Regions from separate parts of the Pan troglodytes genome. Here region 1 is linked to region 2. The links are chromatin contacts, called in public Hi-C maps. All regions are on one chromosome and are shown on one strand. The core of a region is the stretch at or near the end of the contact, and the rest is flanking DNA. Distances in the headings are between cores, read along the strand shown. Region 1 holds the start of PLXNA4 (plexin A4). Region 2 overlaps LOC134810493 (a long non-coding RNA gene).

Evidence for each region. A called contact is a pair of places that touch in the nucleus more often than the background predicts.
Region 1: a Hi-C map of stem cell-derived neural progenitor cells shows a contact between it and region 2, with 6 times the contacts expected there. The contact joins the promoter of PLXNA4 here to the enhancer-like site in region 2. A contact is called at or near these places in 1 of 7 Hi-C or Micro-C datasets (stem cell-derived neural progenitor cells) and 1 of 1 datasets of contacts at active chromatin or transcription factors (stem cell-derived excitatory neurons).

Annotation. Positions count from the first base shown.
Region 1 is chr6:147,948,258-147,952,857 of NHGRI_mPanTro3-v2.0_pri, forward strand. PLXNA4 (plexin A4) reads right to left here and starts at 3,052. Exons shown (of 33, transcript XM_024358047.3): 1 at 2,133-3,052.
Region 2 is chr6:147,316,628-147,321,355 of NHGRI_mPanTro3-v2.0_pri, forward strand. The region is part of intron 5 of LOC134810493 (a long non-coding RNA gene); the gene reads left to right. Among named protein-coding and RNA genes, the nearest start is that of PODXL, 400 kb to the left of the region's middle. Within about 2 kb of position 3,089, at least 6 of the 24 cell types and tissues checked have an H3K27ac peak or open chromatin away from gene starts, as enhancers often do. A contact at or near this core is called in stem cell-derived neural progenitor cells, where this site is marked.

The DNA of each region.
Region 1 (4,600 bases), core at 1,802-4,301, 630 kb after region 2:
CCCTTTGCCTCCTCCAGGTCCCATGAGGGACTGTTTACCTGGGAGGCACCCACTGTTGGTGGAGCTCATTATTTCTTTTGCAAACCATGTGCTGCTGTACGCGTAGGTGGGATCTGCCTGTCCACGCCCTCAAGGGGCATGTGGGGAGAAATGTTCCATTTCTTCCACAGCCCGGAAGACAGAGGTGGACCCCATTGTCACACATGGGGGGGGGGGCGGGGAGCTGACCACATTTAGCCAGACTCTGAGAACGCATGTGTGTATATATATTGGGTGTGTGTGTGCACACGCCCACCATTCTTAAAAAGCAAATAAGGTTTCTTCCCCCTACTGGGGTCTCTCCATTGTGAGAGATTTGCTTTATTCCATCTATGCTTTTCAATCAATCAAAGGGCAGCTCACACAGCACACAGCGGGAATACAATCTCCCTCCCGGGGTGTCTGCGCTTCTCCCCAGCCTAGCCAGAGACCTTTGCAGGAGCTGAAAAAAGTTTGGAAATAGCGGAGTCAGGGTGCTGAAAAAGCCCTTTCATTCAGCCCCTATCTTCAGGATTTACAAAAACAACCCAAATTCTGAGCCTAGCACTGAGGCCTCCTTGTTCAAAAGAATGTTTGCTCCTCTTCCATCATGTTCTGTAAGGCTCCTAACATATTTTTTCCACTGGTGGGTCTGTGGGATACTCTGAACACATGATCTTGGACAGAGGGTACAAGCTTATTCAGTTTTGTGGGAAAATGATATGATCATGTTGCCTAGAAAGCTACCTAAAAGTGACAGCACCAGAAACACAGGAGCTTGTACATACATATTCAATTCCGAATTTGATTTGGATCTCATGTTCTTCTCCCTATGACAACTGAGACCCTAAATTAGTTGCTCTTAGACCCCAAGAAGGGAACTATGGAAAAGCCTCTTAGAACCCCAGCCACTTCCTACCTCCTCCAGAAAAAGTTAAAACGAGCAGCCTGTGAAATTCCAGCCAGAGAGAACAAGAATGAAAATGCTTTCGGGAAATAGGACCTTAAAGCACGGGCTTCTGGGGAGTGATTCTACAATCGGAGCAGCCTTGGGCTCTGGGGGACGCTGGCAGACCCACGAATGCCTTGCCTTCTCCGGTGGGCAGTGCCGCCGCGGTCGTGAGGGAGGGGAGCCTCCTCTTTTGGAGGACTATATCCCTCGTGCTTCCCCCTTCTAGTTCTCTTTCTCAGACACACACCACGAAAGGCATGTGACAGGTGTTCGCCAGCCGGAGGCACCGGGGAAGGCAGCCCCATGTGCCCAGGAAGGGTAGGGAGGTGAGAGGGGACCCAAGTCCTGTGTCTCCAAGTCCTGTCTGCTTGCTGCTAAGCAGGCACTGAGGCTGTGAATAAGGTCGTACCTTTTAAGGAGGATCTGACCCCCGTACCTTCCCTAGACAAGCAACATACGCGGCGATGCTTTAAGCCGCTTTCTGCCTGAAATCTCGGCGCATTCCCGGGGAAGCAGTGCCACGCTTCAGAAAGGCGTTTGTGCTGCCTCTTACTGGGGAAACGCAGTGTCTGTTTCATATGCGCCGCCCTACAGAACTGCAGCCCCAGCTGCCTATCTGGCCTCCTCCCCGGGCGCTGGGCCACCACTCTCTCCACATATGCGTCCGAATATCTGTGGGTCTGTCTCCCGTTGAAATTCCAGGGTGTCCAAAGGCCACGGGGCCGCGATGACACTGGGTGGGTCTCCGGAAACCTCTCAGGACTTCTCCCGTTTTAAAGCCCAGCTAGGGACGAAAGGGGCTGGGAGCTGAAAAATTGCTCCCTCAACCTCCCCGGTGAGAGGCAGAGCCGGGAATACACAGAATCCCACCCCGAAAGTCCCGGGAAAGAGAAGTCTGAGTCCGGGAGCGTGAGAGGAGAACACACCCGGGAAATCCCTGCTCCGGCCGCTGCACCTCCGCGGGCGTCCAGGTGGGACGTGGGCAGGTGCGCGAGCGCCGTGTGTGCCGGTGTGGATCTGTGTGTGTGCCTGCGTGTGTGTGTGTGCGTGTGCCGCGGGCTGGCTCCGGGACACTGAGGACTCCCGGGTCGGCCCAGGTCTGTCCGACCTCGCTGCCCTCGCCGCCCGCCCGGCCCCACTCCCCGGCGGGCCGGCTCCTTACCTGGACGCGCCGCGTTTCCCTCCTTCAGCGGGAGCGCCGCATTGACACTGCAGATGGAGCCTATGCCGCTGCCTCTCGCCCTCCTCTGAACGTGTGCGTGTGCGCGCGTGTGGCTGCCTCCTCCAGCCCCAGCCCCGAACGCAAATACTCCACCGAGGCACAGGGAAGCCGGGAGCAGCCGAGGAACGCGGAGGGCGCCGAATCAGAGCCTGCGGGGCTTGACAGCTCCTCTTGCGGCGTCCAAGGTGGGCGTAATGTCCAACAAAAAGGTCGGAAAATGGGGATCGATTCCGAACACCCTTTTCCTCCACCCAGCCCCGGAGCCCGAGCAGCGGCGGCGGCTCTCGGGGGCTGCGGTGGCGACGCGGGGCTGCCCCCCTTCGTCCCCACCCCCGCGGGCTGAATGTCCTTGATGCCAAGCGGGCACAGCGGCGTCACTCCGCGCCGCCCATGCTCGCCCGGTCGGGCCGCTGCCCGGGCGCGGCGAGTGCGCGGGGGACCCGCCGGGGAGCGCTCTCGGCACCTCTGCGCGCCTCTCTGGGTAGTGGCGGCCGCCCCCCGGCAGCCCGCGGCCGGCCGCGCCGCGGCAGCCCCCACCCTTGCCGAGACACTCGCCGGGCAGTGCCCTGGGGCCGGGGCTGGGGGGCCGCGGGAGCCGCCGGCTGCTCCCCGGGGAGGCGCGGGGCTGCGGCGGTGGTGGCGGCGGCGGCTGGCGCTGCGGCGGCGGAGAGCTCGGCCGCGGGCCGAGCCGGGCCTCCCGGGCGCGCCCCCGGCCCCCCGGGCGGGCTGCTCGCAAAGTTTGCAGGGGGCAGGGAGCGGGGCCGCCGCTGGCTCGGCCGCCGCCGGAGCTCCCGGGCTGCCTGCTGCCGCCGCGGCTCGCTGCTGCTGTGCATTGAAGCCCGGCCAAGCGCTGCAAAAACTCCAGCTGCCTGGCGCTCTCTGGGTCCTCCTCTCCTCCCTCCCGCCCTCCCTGCTTCCCTTCCTCCCTCCCTCGCCTCGCCTCCTCTCTTCCCTGCCGCCCGCCGCCCGCCGCCGCTCCCTCTCTGGCTCGCTCTCGCTGGCTCGGAGCTCGCGGCTGACATCTAGACCGAGGGAGAGCGGCCGGCAGAGGGGGCAGGGGGCGCCTCCCTACATGCTCCCACCCGCCGCCGCCCGGCTTGCCGGCTCTCCTCCGCACCAACGTTTGCCGACACCCCCCTGGGTCCCCTCGGCCCGCACGGAGCTACCCTGGCGGTGGCGATGTGGGGCGGAGAGAGGGGCATACATGGGTGACCGGGGCGCACGGCGCGCGCTCAGAGGGAGGCGCTCAGCCGCCTCGGAAGGTGCAGCTCTGGGCGCTGGCCGTCGGAGGGACCCTCAGGTGCTCAGAGCTGACACAAGCACACACTGACTCTGAGGCATACACCCATTCCTAGTCAGAACCCCTCCCAACACCCCACCAAGTCACCCCTACATGGCACCCAAGGAGGCCGAGGACACTGAGGGCACAAGGCCCGCACGAGAGAACATGAGTGGCCAGTGCCCCAGAGCTGGCTTGGTAACCTGACTTTTCCATTCATGTTTATACTGAGCGGCTCTCCTGGCTCCTCTCTTCTCTGAAACCCTAGATCCTAGACTACATCCAGAACAGACCATGCCAACATCAGGGTGGTTTCTGAAGCCCAAAGAAAGAAATCACCGTGTGGCTCTGGCTTAGGCAGTGAAGATGGGGAGTGGGTGGCACTAACTACCTCCCAAACCTCTGCCTAGATCCCCCTAGGAATGGGCCCACCCACCAAGAGAAACCGAAGGGATTCCCACACCTGTTAACTCTGTGCATGCCTCCCTCATCCTCATCCCCGCTCCCACCATAGTCTGAGGGAAGTGGCACCTTCAGCAGAGTCCAGTAAGCATTCCCTGGGATAGGCCACCATCAAGGACGACCCTCTAAAGGAGCCCAAGGCTCTTGGCCTCCTCTCTCCTGTCCCTTCTTTAGTTTTCACTGTCCTCACACCCAGCAACTCCCGCCCATTACTGTCCCTCCCATCGAAACATCTCAGAGCCTCCTTATTAGGTGGACATGACTGATAATGGCTTAAATTCCTATACCTCCCTATAGGGGTTATATTCTCACAGAAATCAAAGTTGTGTGAATTGGGGAGCCTTTGAAAGGAGCTGTGAGATGACAGCTTAAACAAGCCCCAAGGTGAGCAGCACATGTAGGTCAGGCTTGGCCCACCCAGAGAGGACCCTGCTGAAACTTTGCTGTCACCAATGAGAAGATGAACCAAGCCAGAATGAGGAGGAAACCAGATGTTTGATTCTTTGGTTAAAGGATATTCCAGGAGACAGCGTGGAGCCCTTTTAGTCTCTGGTTCTCTGCTGAGTCTTGCATGGCCCAGAAAGCAGCAAGGAGTTATCTTATTAAGCTTACGTGAATACATTGATCTGACTCCACTCTTCCCAGAAACCCTGAATCCCAGACTCTA
Region 2 (4,728 bases), core at 1,839-4,338:
ACTTAGTCATCAAAAGAAAGGGAATTTTTATATATGCTACAGCATGGACAGACTTTTTGAAAACATTGTACTAGGCAAAATACGCCAGACACAGAAGGACAAATACCGCATATTCAATTTATATGAGAAACCTAAAATAGTGAAATTCATAGAGACAAAGTAGATTAGAGGTTATCTGGGGATGGGTACAGAGTTTGCACTGGGGATGATGAGACAGTGGTGATGGTTACGCAATATGGTGAATGCACTTAATGTCACCAAATTGTATGCTGACAAATGGTTAAAATGATAAAAAATAAGTTATGCATATTTTGCCATAATAATAAAAAAGAGTGGCATGAGGCAGCCAATGCGGTGAAGGGGAGCTGGGAGGAACGCCTCCTATGATAAGAGGGAGGGTGGGGAGGGCGGAAGCAGCCATCAGAATGTCTGTGCTGAAAGGCACCGGCCTTGCTAGTGGGGAGGGCAAAGGGACACCACGTGTGGAGATGAGGCTGAGAAATAGGAGTGAACGCTGAGCGTGAGTGTGAGTCCGTGCCACATGTGATGTCAGGAGAGGGCGTGAGTTATGCAGGTTGCCAGGTAGAAGTGAGTAGGGTCCTTAGAGAGCCTGAACTCCTACTCTTAATCTGCAGATAACAAAACCAAGACCCAGAGATTTTCCCAGGGTTTGGAAGGAAAAGAAAAAGGAGGATGAGTGTTTGGTCATCCCATGGGGGGTTTGATTTCAGCCAAATGACATTCCTCCCAGGCCCTTTCCAATATTAGTTTCAAATGAAGTTCTGGGGAGGAGCTGATGGGGGGCAATGGAGATGACTTAAAAGGCAGCGCTGGCCTGGAGGGTGTATTGATCAGGGTCTGCAAGTGTTTTTGTCCAGCCTTCTCCTGCCACCTCCCTAGTTTCCATCTCCTGCCACCTCCCTAGTCCTTCCAGGGCATCAATCGCGCCCCCACCTCTGTTCCAAATGGAGCCTTGGAGACCTGCGGCTGTAGCATGCTCTGTCCCTGTGGACAGGAGAACAGGGGGAGAAATAGGCTGGAGCTGCTCACCTGAACAGCTTGACACCAAAGAATGAGGAGCTCAGTCCAGATATGAGGGTTTGGAGAAAGCTTGCTGGTTGGTAGGTGGTATTCTCAGAGCTGCAGGTGGAGGACGGGACTCTCAGCATCCATAATGCCCCTGGAGCTGGAATTGTGACTGGATTCTCTCTCACGGTGTCCAGTGGTTTGTCTATGTCTCTCTCCTCCTCATATTTGCCTTCTTTCTCCACCTGCTCCTGTCTTTCCAGTCCTCCCTACAGCAAGCCCCAGGCAGCGGTTTCTGAGGCAGGCGGCCATGGATGGATTCCAGCCATATTCAAAGCCACTAGCCCTGTTTTCTCAGGTGAGCCAGACATGCTGTCTTCCACCATTTGATCTTTATGCTGCTCATGCATCTTGTTACAAATAGCTCAACCTTCCCCGTGTTGACTGCAGCGCTGGGACATTACAGTAATGTGCCCATTCAAATCAAGTGGATGCAAAGATCGCTACAGCAGCTTTTAGCCACGGAACATTTAGCCTTCAATAATAGCATTTCGGGTCCTTCAGGGACATTCCTCTGCTGATGCACCTGGGATGCCTTTTTCCTCCTCCCCACCACAACCCCCAGAACTAAGGAGGGGCAAACATGACTTTTGTTGATGAGGAAACAGAAATTCAAGTAAGGGAACATCATGCAGAAAATGAGAGGGTTAGGCCTGATAGGACCACGATGATCATGATAATAATAACAACAATAATTTTGTGCACTACTATGCTGCTTACTGGGTGAAGGAATTTACTTGCATTGGGGTAGGTTTTACATCTGCAGTTTCTGGATGAGGTCAGTGAGGCTGAGGGGGTCAGTAGCTGTCCTAGGCACAAGGAGAATGCCACCTTATAGTTTGTTCACCAGTTCTTCCCAAAGCCTATGCTTGTGATCTGACAAGGAAAGCAACTCAAGGCTGTCTCCACGGACATTCTAAAATCAGAGAGAAGCTTCCTTTCCCTGCTGCCTCCACGGCCCCATGCTAGGACCCTCCGGCTGGTGCTGTCCAAGGACCTCTTCCCTGGTCCCTCCTGCCTTCCTCGAGCAGTATTCCCCTCACCCCCATCCTGCTCCAGCCTCAGCCAGTAACCTTGGTGGATTTTCACTGAATATGTTGCCTCCACCACCAACAGCATTTTTATTTGCACATCCTTGGGGATGCCTTGCCTGGAGGAAGGAGTCTGTGGGATTATCCAGAGGTAAGAGGGAAACACTGCGCAGTGGGAGTCCCAGCAGGGGCGAGGAGCAGGGGAGATGGCCGGAGGCTCTGTCTCCACCCTCCTCTTACCACTGCCCATTTCCAGGGAAAGACAACACAGCCAGAGCAGGGCAGTGGCACCACGGCTTGCTAATGCTGTAGCATACCTGGTACCTCAGTGAATTTTCCAGGACATGAGAGGCCCATGTAATAAATAGGTCAGGAAACTGAGCCACAGAGAGGACACGGGACTTAGCACAGGGGAAAAGAGTGGTTGAAATGGAACCAGATTCCAGGAGGCCTCATTCCCAGTCCTGTACTCTTCCTGCAGAGACACCATGCTTTGAACCAGGCTCGAAGTTGCCAAAGTGAACATTTTAAAACTTTTCCCAGGGCTCAAGAGATGGCCGAGTAAAATCTCCAGACACTGTGGCTCCCACAGGCTCCTTATTGGGCCATTCACTTCATGGGCACAGTTTGGTGGTTGGGGTGAGAGGAGCTTCGTGGAGAGGACAAAGGATGGGGAAGGAGCCTAAATCCCAAATGCAAGGATTTTGTCCTAAATCCCAAATGCAAGGATCCCCTCCCTTTCCTCACAGAGTTCAGGTAGCTCCTCTTCCTTCTCCTCCCAGGTTCTATTCCCTCCTGTCTGAGTCCTCAGAGCACCCCGGAAGGGGGAGGGCCTCTGGTTGCTTTCGCGGCGGCAGGCTTTTCTATGCCGGTTTCTCTGGAGGGTGCGGGTGGTTGCGGGTTCCAAGCTCGGGCTCTGAGCCGGGCCAGGCGCGCGCTTCCTAGTTCTAGCAGCAGAGGGCGCGCCTGTCATTGGAGAAGGAACGGCGCGGCCGCAGCCCCTTCCTCGTCGACCGCGTCGACTCCTGGCTGCCTGGGGACCGGCGCGGGAACCCCGGAGCAGTAGCTTTGTGGAGGGCGACCCAGGTGGACGAAAGAGCTCGGCACACCGTGTGTCCCCAGGCCCGCTTCCTCCGTGCGCCTCTGTCATCCGCTCCATCTCCGGGAAGCAAAGGGACTTGGGGTGTGGCACAAAGAGCAGGGATGCAGTGGCCGGGTCACTTGGATGGTGTCCTCATCTGGGGCCAGGCCACACCTAGGCCTCCCCACACGCTGTTCCTATAGGAGTGCCACCAGGACTCACTCCAAAAAGGAATGGACGGCGAGGGTTTGTAAATGGGACAGCACCCTGGGAGTGCAAAGCCTGGGACCGGTCCCGGTGGCCTTGGCCAGTCCTGGAGCCTCTATGTGCCCAGTTTCTGTGTAATGCAAAGACACTGAATGAGGAGATGGTCCCTAAAACCCCTCCCAGGGCCAGCATCTGGGATCTCATGCTTACATCATCTTGTCCTTCCTTTCCATGGACTCTGCCTGTTGGACAGAGTCCACTGACATGCACCTGCCAGAGCTGGGTGGGGAGGGGCCAAAGTTGTCCTCTGTGAAGTCATATGAGAGGCCTGAGAGCAGCAGGATCGGTCCTCCTGTGTCTCATCTCGCGTTCTTCCTGCTCACAGGAAACAGAATCCCTACCAAGTTTCCATCCTAGAGACAGTCGATGTGACTCATTTCATCCCCTGGTGGTCTTGGTTGGCCGCACTCATTGGGTGCAGCACCTCTGATGTGGGAGGCAGGGGTCGGTGGAGGGGAACCGCTTCCTCCACCGGGGGCCAGGTTGTGGGAAAGGCTGGGAAAACACACGCTCTGGAGCAGGCTCTTCTGTGACCTACCTTGGGCACATGGGAGAAATCCTTCAGCATTCCTGAACCTTAGCCAGTCCATGAAACGAGAGGCTGGAGATGGTGTCCACATCCCTTTGCTGTTTTGATGTCTGCACTTGGTGAATCCTGGTCAAGCACACCTAACCTCTGCCTCTCTGGAGAAGGGAAACGAAGGAGGAGGAGGCAGGGGGGAAAGAGACCATTTAGGAGGAGAGCGGAAGTCAGAGGGGAGAAAGGTGGATGGGAGGATGCAGTGGGTGGATTTGCACCTGCTCAGAGGTGGGCAGCTGAGCTTTGAGGAATGTGCTTCCCTGCACTGCATGGCGTGAGATGCTCTGTGTAGGGGATGGGCGGGAAGCGGGGGGTTCTGGTGAATTAGGAGAATATATCTTGGTAGAAATCCAAGTGTGCTCTCAGTCCATCCATCTAGACAGGATATAACCTCTTAGGACACTCAGAAACTGAAAATAGAGCATGTATGGCTCTGGAAGCAAGCCTCTGTGTGTGTGTGTGTGTGTGTGTGTGTGTGTGTTTATAATGTGCAAATGCACAAGCAATAGAAATACAAGCACCATGCAGATTGCATAGGTAGGCATCATCAATAAACATTTATTCGGCACCTACACTCAGAAACTCACACACATTTACAAGCCCAACATATCCTGCTATACACATGTACAAAAAAGACCACATTGACCCCTAAGGCAAAGAACCGTTTGCTTGAAGAAGCTTCT